Linked DNA regions of Mus musculus: region 1 is linked to region 2. A link is a contact called in public Hi-C data. All regions are on one chromosome and are shown on one strand. The core of a region is the stretch at or near the end of the contact, and the rest is flanking DNA. Distances in the headings are between cores, read along the strand shown. Region 1 has its middle 130 kb from the start of 1700048O14Rik. Region 2 overlaps Gm34516 (a long non-coding RNA gene).

What was found. A called contact is a pair of places that touch in the nucleus more often than the background predicts.
Region 1: a contact with region 2 is called in a Hi-C map of muscle stem cells, with 3 times the contacts expected there. The contact joins two enhancer-like sites. A contact is called at or near these places in 3 of 484 Hi-C or Micro-C datasets (muscle stem cells, nephron progenitors and ventricular fibroblasts).

Annotation. Positions count from the first base shown.
Region 1 is chr19:26,178,055-26,183,250 of GRCm38.p6, forward strand. No RefSeq gene overlaps it. Among named protein-coding and RNA genes, the nearest start is that of 1700048O14Rik, 130 kb to the left of the region's middle. Within about 2 kb of position 3,942, at least 1 of the 459 cell types and tissues checked has an H3K27ac peak or open chromatin away from gene starts, as enhancers often do. A contact at or near this core is called in muscle stem cells, where this site is marked.
Region 2 is chr19:25,803,216-25,808,538 of GRCm38.p6, forward strand. All of the region lies in intron 2 of Gm34516 (a long non-coding RNA gene), which reads left to right. Among named protein-coding and RNA genes, the nearest start is that of Gm34516, 30 kb to the left of the region's middle. Within about 2 kb of position 2,431, at least 10 of the 459 cell types and tissues checked have an H3K27ac peak or open chromatin away from gene starts, as enhancers often do. A contact at or near this core is called in muscle stem cells, where this site is marked.

The DNA of each region.
Region 1 (5,196 bases), core at 2,692-5,191, 380 kb after region 2:
CATTTGATCAATGTAAACGTATATACTAAGTCTATGAAAGTGCTTCTCGAAGTGTGTGCCATTCCTTTCTCTACTCATTTCTCTGGTCCTCTTGACTGTATTAATGGTAACAGAGCATTCAGCAAGAACCAGGCCCTCTGCTCTTCATCCTTTCAGTTGCCAAGTTTTTCTGATGTATCTTCAAGCCTGCTTTGCCTTCAATATTTGCTTGGAATTCCACCGCTACCAGGAAGTATTCTATGTTTCTTTATCTGTCTGTTTGTTTGTTACTTAGAAGTTGTTATTCTGAGCGAGTTTAATTGCTTTTTCTATCCTCTGTACCTGGAATCTCCTTTTGGGGTGTTGTAAGAAGACTCTTTATGCTTCCTGGAGGCTATCTTGCTCAGCTATGGGCTCTCAAGTTCTAAGATGTTTCCTAACAGTAAAGAACCCAGTTTTGCTCACATAGTCTTGGCACCTGAGGAGATGATTTGGATGGGGTAGGCTCTGCATCCTTAGCTTTATCCAAACACTCCCTTGGTGCATAATAATCCATTCTACAAATGTTTTCCTTAGATGGTAAACTCAAGGACAGAGCCTGGCATCTGGCAGTTGTATTTGATCCTTACAATGTCTCGACTTGGCTTTTAGAGGTGGATATTTCACCAAAAAGTTATTTTATCCTTAGTTGTTATGAACTTTCCAGGCAATTTCCCAAGGAAATATTTAGTTGTGAAGGATATTATAAAATAGATTGCAACTTGCTCTCTCAGAGGCAGCTGGGAAATGTGTGTTTCTTGCCAAAATGTTTTCTGGGACAAATGTTTAAACCAAAATTTAAAATAGGTGTAAAAATTACTGTTTTTTTTTTCTTCTCTATTCCTCCCCTCCACACCTCCTCATTTATATAGATTTTTGAGATAGAAGATTCTTACGCTTATTAATATATTAGTCTCTCTTTTGTCCTATGTAAATGTAAATAACATTGAAATTCCTTCTGATTCTCTGATTGTTAATTATGGCCTTACATCTTTGTGGCACTCTAAACCCCTTTCAAGATTCTGTGGTTTTGTTCATATCAAATACTTTACAAAACGAAACAGACATATGCTCACATCTCATCTACTTGTCATTTACAGAGCCTTTGGAAGTCCAGTTTTTTTGTTTTTTTTTGTTTTTTGTTTTTTGTTTTTTTCTTTACAGTGGAAGGACCAGCCTTTTTCCCCCCAAGAAAGAGCCCACAGTAGGAGAAATGCCAGTGTGAAAGTTCTCGGCAGCTGCCCGGGCTCTGTGACAGCCATTCAATTCAGTTTCACTTGGTTCAAAACACTGTGTCTTGGCAACTTAAGAATGCTGCACAATATCAAGCCAGATTTGGTCAGTAAATATCAAACCTTAATGAAATCACTTTGGTATTAAACATAAGTACCCATCAATACCATGCTTCTTAGATTGAGTTTCTGCAGCAAGATCACCCAGAATATCAAAACAGTGTGAACCATTTATTTATATGGCTGTCCCTGAAAGGTATGAAGTCACCCTACTTAGCACTGACTCAAGTCCCAGAGCAAGTGGGTGGGATACTTGGAACCTCGTGTTATAGAGGCAGGTTGTACTGAGCTATCGCACTAGAGAGGAATAGAGAAAGTGCAGCATTTATTCAGTTCTCCCTGAGGTTGGCTGAGGTCCATTATTCAAGGGTTGGAGGGTCATTCAACCTCTGGCTTGCCCTGTGTCAATGCAACATAGTCTCTTAAGCAAAAAGCTGTAAATGCCCCAGTACCACGCCTCCACATGACCTGTAACACTGAGGACACCTGCTGCCATCCAGCCAGGGCTTTGATAACTGTATAAACCAGAAAAGGGAGTGAGTTGTGAAATTGGGTAAATGTTTCAATGATATGGGAAGGATTCTTTCTTCCTATTCCTAATTTTATGATCAATAATGATTCTGTAGGGTTAAAAATCATCTTTAAGTTCAGGCAATATAAGAAACATCTTCTTTTGTGACTATTCTTACTCTTCTCTGGTTTTAAAGCCCCTCCCAATCCATTAACCGCCGACACATTGGATTAGAAACTTGACAATTGGGCAGTGGTGGCACACACCTTTAATCCCAGCACTTGGGAGGCAGAGGCTGGCAGATCTCTGAGTTGAAGGCCAGCTTTGTCTACATAGTGAGCTCCCCCTCTTGGCTCCCAGTGTTTGACAGAATCTGATCTAATTTCTTCTTTCATTAACTAGCATAGTAGAATTCAAGAGGTGGCCAGACTGTGCCAAAGTAGGTAGGCAGTGGTCTTATTTGCTGATCATCTTTCAACTCCATCTTGTCACTTCCAATCTTTTTGTTTAATTGTAGTAAGTTTTCCTAGAGCTTAACAAAGTCCCATTCATATAGTTTTCCCCTAAATATTTAATTCTACCCTGACTCTGAAGGGAGCTTATATTTAGCTCCAACCTGTATCTAGCTGTGCAGCCTACAACTCCCTCCCCTACTTGGGAAACCAGCTTTAAGTCAACACCAGCACTCCCACCTTCAGTACCATCTTGGCTTCCCCCTCCATAGTAGCCGGAATTACAAGGTATTTTCTTCACTGTTGAGTACTACATTCTGAAATAGAATCTTTAGGTGAAACAGTGGTCTTATATTCATTTTATTTATTAAGCTGGACAAAACTAATAATATTGCTATGTCTAGATTCTCTCTTGATTTAAAAATTAATATCCTAAAATTTTATACAGTTGCCTCTAGCCCTGGGTGGCTAGCCATGCCTGCTGTATAGTGAATGATTTATTGTCAGGTTTTGATTTCTGAATCTAAGAACGTCTTCAACTGCTGGCCTATTGGCTAACCCAGTGGTACTGAAACCAAACAAAGAACACAAGAGGGATGCTTTAGATGTGTGTGGTTTTCTTTACTGTAGGCATAGCTGTCTCTGGTAAAGGCTGAAGATTTCAACTGCAAGAGGTGAGACTATCCATTATTAATGAATGATAAAGGTCACGTGGACTGTTAGAAGTACCCTTCAAGAGCTTTGGTCTTCCCGAAAAGCCCACAGACTGTGTACAGAGAGATCCTTCTTCACTCACCCCTCAGGTTAAAAACAAACAAACAAACAAACAAACAAACACTTTCTTTTGATAAATAAAAAAATGATGATACCAAAAGGAGAGAGATTTAAAATATTTATCTGAACCTGTATAGTGTTTTGGCTTTGAAGAATTTAAATCACTTTGTGAGAAGCATTTGAACTGGGACATCCCCTGAGAATGGATCCAAAACTATATATCTATCCCCAAGTCTGCTGCAATCAACCTCACCTTTAGTTTGCTCATCTTTCTTAGATCTCCTTTTAAGGTATGGACTCTCCCATCCCATATCTCTAATACCTGAGCAGGTGTGGGGCCCTGAGGCTTAAGGTAAGGATGAATCTAGGAGATGACATGAAAGATGCCAGAGGTTCAATGCAAGGCCAACCCAAAAAGGCTGATGGGATTGGAGCTAAGAGAAGTCCAAAGTAGACCCAAGGAGTTGGGGGAGTAGATAGAGGGTGAGAATGGGTTAGAAAATGCAGTAGAATTCAAGTTTGTGTTAAAAGCTAAATGCTGATGTCTCCAGCAATGTCATCACATTCCTCTGAAACAATTCATAGTGTCTGAGCCCAGGAAGGAGTAAAGGTAGGTTTTAGCTAACAAGAGTAACATTTAAGTCACAGTAGAGAAAACATTAAATTGTCTGCAGATAAACACAGATCTCCATACTTGCCAGTAAAACCCCAGTGGAGTCCTGCAAATGTCCTTGGAAAGTTAGGACAAATAGACGTTTCCTTGGAAAGAAACTAAAGCAACAAGTAAGAGGCATCTTCATCTACCTTCGAGTGGCATCCCTTCCGAGATCTGCTCCCCTGCCCCCCTCCTTAGTACCAGTCTGTCCTGAGCAACAGAGCCACCTAGTGGCTCTACAGGAAACATTGTATCCCAGAGTTGCTTGTGCTTTTAATGTGCTGCCTTCAGAATCCCCCTGTCCTGTTCTCTCATTCAGACCCTGGTCCCTATTCCCAGGGCTTGGCCAGCAGGCCTATGGGTGAGGACTGGGAGTTTTCATTTCTAATAATTCCCAGGGGGAAAAGTACCGGAGTTCTGTCTTTCTGGGCATCACACTTTGTGAGTCCCATGTTATAATAATGCTCTTTTATCTAAAGATACTCACAGACTGTACTCCATAACTTAGTAATTCTGCTGAGCACAGGTCAGTTAATTTCACACTGTAAGTCAATAAAGTGAATATAATATAATATTATGTTATGTAATATTATATATGTATATATATATATACATATATATATATCCACATTTTTATAGCACATCTTATTTAATTTTTACTCATGGCATCACAGCAAAAAAAATTCTTCATGCTTTTTATCCTATCTTTCCTTTTCTCTATCTTCATTATAATTGATATTCAAAAAGGAAGGAGTAGGTGGCATGTTCTGATGAACATGAGTAGTTAGCACATCTGATTAAGTAAATAACACCACAGGATTTGAAATTGGCTAATTACCATGATACCCCGAAGCTTTAGAAAGAGTTCAATTATTTATATTGTCACTAAAGTTCCTACTTGATGCCACATCTTCCTTTAATTAAAATTTGTTTTTAATAGAAAATATGCAGAGCAGAAAAAGGGTTTTTGCTGTTATTAACTGTATTTTGTTGAATATATGATTGCTTAGGGAGACTTGGTGGGGGGGGACCATCAGCATAGCTTCTAATCTTATTTCTATGTGGATTCTGATCTTAAAGAAAGCTCAGCTTATACACAGACACTTGGAACTTACCCACTTATGAGATGAGGAACAAGAATCCTCAGAGGAGAACATGGCAATGTAGCTGTGTACATCTAAGAATCAAAGATGAGAGTTCTAAAACACACACACACACACACACACACACACACACACACACACATGCACACGCATGCACACACAGAAGAGGTGGATCCACAATGCCTATAATTTTTATTCAGAGCCCAGTAGAAAGGGTGGGCTACACTGTAAGCAAGCATCAGTGGCCACAGTGGCATCTTGGAAGGGACAGTCAGAAAATAAACCAAACAAACATCTGTTCCCCTCTGGTGGTGTCACCTCTTTATAAGAACACAACTCCCAGAAGCTTTGGGAGACATTGATGCATGGGCTGGTCCTTCAGAGCCAGAGT
Region 2 (5,323 bases), core at 1,181-3,680:
TCTAGAATGCTGTTCCTCTGTCCTCTGGCTGAGGCCACCTGAGGAGAATTCTCCTTTCTCTGGCTATCAGCCCATCCTGCTTCCTCACTGTTCCTAAGCTCTGCTTCTGTCTCATTGGAAATGGGTGTGAAGTCAGTCTTCCCATCTGAACCCCAAAGAAAAGGCAGGCAGAGCCTTGCTTACTGTGTTTGGGAGGCTCCATCCATTCTGACTGCCTGTTTCCTGATTGTGGTTAACCCTTGTGTGTGTGATGCGCAGGGAAAGCAAAGGGCATTCTGTGGGGCTCTGAGAGCATGTGCCTGCCAGCTCGGGAAGTTCCCAAGGGAGAAGGGGCAGGGACAACAGTGCAAGTGACTCCTTTACCCCCCAAGGAGTTAGCAGGTGAGTCAACAAAACCTGGGATCAGTGATACCAGAAGTTGTTGATTGCCCTGGGCCACCTAAAGTAGAGGCAAACATACTACATAAATTTTAAGCCCTATTTCTTTTTCTAGGTAGCAGATTTCAAGTTAAACTCCATAGATAATAAGATGATCTGAATGTATGGATGAAAACGTATAGAAAACATTAGTGCATAGAAATGAAGCAGACTTCTTACTTTTTTCTGCCATGAATCATAGTTCTTGTTTTTGTATACATTAATGTATACATTCATTTATTATACTTCTATGAATTAATGTATTATTCTCTTTCTTATTGGTGTTCTGTCAAAAATGCCATTACTATCCACATTGTTAAATCTTCCTGGGGTGGAGTTTTTGGCTGTTGGATAATAGAATATACAATGCTCTTACTTTGGCAAAGTGACTCCTGGATTAAACACTGCTCAAACCATCATTTATCTCAGGGATGTTTAGCATTTTGATACTGCTTATCAAATATTAATAATATTATTGATAATATTATTACTGTGTATTAAATATCGTTACTGGGAAGTAACGATATTTACTATTCATGGAAAAGATATTCATATACTATTTGCTTCAATCATCGTCTTTTACCCTAGGAATGTCTCAGCATTTAAAAGCTGAGGATTGAGAGGCAGTATGACTCTACCCAGAGTGCATTTAAAAGCTGAGGATTGAGAGGCGGTATGACTCTACCCAGAGTGCACAGCTCACGATGAGAGCTGAGACTTTTGAACTTCATTTAAAAATTTTTCCTTCCAACCATTTCAGAATTTGCAGCCAAGGACACACACAGACTCTTGGGTGTGAACTTCCATGTAGCATGTAAGTTACCAAACAGGGATCTCGGCACACATTAATTGGATTTAGCCACTTGAGAATTTCTGGTACCAACTGTGTTAACATCTCTGTGGTGTTTAAAAATAAATCCCCCTTATCTTTAGATTTGCCATGGTGAATGTCACAAAAATCGTGTAATAGGTTCATCATCTGTTTATTAGATAGTAGTCTGACTGAAAGGCAGGCCGTTTTCCAGTGTTGGGGACACTTTTTGTGGAAGTGACAGTGTTGACTGTTTGGAAGGCTCTGTTTATATACCTCTTGTAAGTAAGACTCAAATTATATGCAAATGAATGAAATTTGGTGTGAAACCATAGTCACAATTGACACACACACACACACACACACACACACACACACACACACACACTTAGGGGCTCCATTAGTGACAAATAGATTTGAAATGACTGCCCATAGGAATCCTACTTTATGTTTACATGGTGACCTGATCTCTGCAATCCTTCCTTTACAAAGAACATTTTTACCCATTACCCCTAAGGGCTTCAGGTTGTTTTCACTAGTAATTAGCATTACATATAAGCTCCAATTGGTCTCAAAACATTTTCAGTGTGAGGTTCTCTCCATTAGAGACTCATCATTTTTTTTTCTTAGTTCTGCCCTGGTTTTTGGATTACGTTGTGAGAAACAGCTGTGTTTCTCTGTTAGCATGATGTGAAAATTTCCTTCGTAAAGGACCAGAAACAGAGAGGAAGGAAAGACAAGGGAAGAGACATAAAGAAAGACAGCAAGTGTGAGAGACATACAAGAGAAATGGTATTTAAAAAAAAAAAAAGACAAGGAAGGAAAAAGAAAGGGAGGAAGGTCCATGGAAGATAAAGATGGAATGGCGGGAAGAGAAATTGACAGAGGGGAACATCGGAGAGCAAGCAAGGGCGAGAAAGAGAAGGAAAGAAACCAAGAAAGCAGCGCTTAAACTCCTTCTGGGCCCAGCAGGAAGCTGGCAAGAAGGAATTTGCAGCCAGAGCGACATATTATCCAGAACCGGGAGTTGAACCTAATTGTAAGCAGACCCTGCCCATCCCCTCCGGATGAGTGATGGACTCCTGGCATGTGACCTGGCTTGGCAATCTCCACCCCCTGTCCGGGCTGCCACAAGGAGATACGTAATGTCTAGAGTGATGGGAAAGTCATGCCTGCAGATGGTACAGATGGAGCTGCCTCATAAAATGACTCACTGTGAATCCTCACCGAAATCTCCGCTATAAAAATGATAATGGAAAAAGCACAAGAAAGGCTAAACGGGCTTGAAAGAAATTCGTTCCAGCTTGTGTAACTCCCCTCAAAGTTATTTATTTATTTATTTTTTATTTCTAAAGACCCTATTAGAAAATACCAGCAAGACAATACATCCTTTGCCTCCCAGCTATAGCCCACCCCCCACCTTCTTTTTGACATCAGTGTGTAAGTGAAGGCATCAAGAAGAACAGAGGAAGAAAGGAAGAATATTGGATGGAGATGTAAGAATTATTTATTAAGCAGGGAGCTAGTGTTCTGGTTAGGAAGGGCTGGGAGGCCGTTTCAAGGGAAAAGGAGTGGTGTTTTGGATGGAAAGAAGTCAGGCTCTCGGGAAGATGCAGCTCTGTTTGGTTGGTGTCTGCAGTAGGATGGTGCCAAAGTAGAGGGAAGCCTCTTAGAGAGAGGCCATACACTGGACAGACAGACGGAGGCATGCTGCAGAGCTGGGCATGCTGCCGAGCTGGGCATGCAGACCTCTGTTGCAAGATGAGGATGTTTTAAAATGCCAAGAGCATGGTACTCTTAAAAGGACCTTCTACGAAGTCATCCAAGGCCATGAGGTTTCTTCACATGGCCTCAAATATAGTTCAGTTTGCTATATGGACACTGACAGAATTTGAAGCTGTTACTTGGAGGGCATTGTTAGAGATGTCCAACTCTTTATGCCTGCTGGCAGTGTTTGGATTTCCTTATGGGTTAGTTGGGACAGTTACAGGATGGAGGAGCAGGAACAGATAGCCTAGACCTTGGCTAGTCCTTGAATGCTGGTATTTAGGGTATGACTGAGAATCAGTTCAAAGAGAAGAGTTTAGAATGAGGTACATCTACTACACTGATGCTGAGTGCAGGTGGATCAAAAGTGGTGTGTACACACAGTGTACACTGGAGTCAGCTGCAGGTTAGAACTGGTAGATGACAGGTCATGGATATCTTACTCATGGATTGAAGCTATGTAGTGTTCCTGTTTAGAATAGAATACCATGTTTATAGTATATAGCATGGTTGAAATTCTTGGTGGGAGACCAAGGCTAATATTGCCCATTCTATGGAGCAATAGTGACTTAGGTAAGGGGTGGGGAATTTAGAGAGAGATGGGACAGCAGGAAGAATGTAGTGGTAGATAAGTGCCTGGGACCTTTCAGAAAACAGAACCAAGTTGATATGGCTCATGAAATGATTAAGAGACAACTTAGAAAATAAGAACAGAATTAAGAGAGTCACCAAGAATGGTAGGATATTCAGGGACTCGGGACACGTGGGAGTTACCACTACTAAGGTCTAGAGAGTTAAGGGAGAAGTTAGTGTTCCTTGAAGCCAATGAGAATGAAGACCACTGAGAACAGATTGCCTGCCCAATATTGTGATTACCTGGTTCATGACTATGACTAAATAGAAGACCATATGTAGGGTGCATACATGTGTGTAAAGCAAATGTCCTGGTCTCTTGTCATCCTGTCTTTCTATCTCTGGGTTCTCCTCTTTTGCTGCTAGTCAAATCCAACATGAAGGCAGCAGTGAAGGAATCAATGAGGCCATCTTTTGTGGCACAAAAGAATGCATGGAATGGAATGGGATGAGGTCAAGGGGATAATCAAAGAAGGATAAGCATATATGTGAACCAGCTAGATGGTCGCTATCCAGAGACAGGTAACTAGTGTACTATGCCTAGAACTAGCCATAAAATGTCTCAAAATGAGGCAAGCCTGTGGTCTCCTTACAATACGTGGGGTTCTTCTTCTAGTAACAATTTCAGTGCTAAACAGGTAAACCGAGGTATATACCCTATTATGTGGTATGCTTGGAGTGATAAGAAATGGGGAAGTGCTTGGGATGTTGTGGTTGGAAAGAGGCTTGTACAGTTTTCTGGATTCCTGCACTTGACTTGGTTGGTTCTTGGTTGCATGAGGTTGGGATGGAAGTGAGGATACCGATGCTCTTGCTGACACATCTCAATGGTCTTAGGAATTGGGCTAGGATGTGGATTTCTGAGTTGGATGGTTGGAGTTGCTGCTGAGTAGAGAAGAAAGTCTTGGTTGACATGAGGGAAATGTTTTCAGTATTGTTGATTCATTAATTGGTGCAGACCAGAGAGGTCTTGCAACCCCAGTGCAACTAGAGAGTGACCAAGAGTTTATGGCGTAATTTTTACCATATGAAATGACCATGGTCAGTAAAGGACAGAACAGGGCAATAGACACACCTAGAGGTGGTCTTAAAGTGCAAATGGGCTATGTGATAGCCAAAACTTTTATATATTCTTCGTTTTCATAAGAGGCTCCCCACCCTGCCATCAGCCTGGGTGCTCAAGGTAGCAGGTGAGCCAAGCTTATGGAGGACTGTGGTAGAGAGGTGGAGAAAAGTGGTAGTTTTGAGGAGAGAGAACTTTGTATTCTGGGCACCAGTGCTATGTATTCTACAATTTCCTTCAAAAACGTTTTATAAACGTATTTTATTGGTATTGGAATTATGCATAAAGGAGAAACATTTTTACCTTAGGTTAGATCAAAAATCCTAACGAGCCAATTTCCCCATAAAACAATAAGACAATTATCATGCAGATACAGAATAGATTGTATTTCATATGTTAACAAAGAATACTAATATGGCATTTAAATGCATATTGAATATATTTTAATTTAATTTATGATCTGTGCTTTGGATAGTTTAAAGGACATGATTATTGGTTATTTTCTCATATTATTGGGTCCTTTTTGTTATTTTGAGTCATGGCTGCCCCTGTGTTGAAAGAATCCCTGTTGGTTTTGGTGTTGGTTTTTCTATCACTGTTCATCATGGGTCAGGGGTGGATTTCTTGGATTA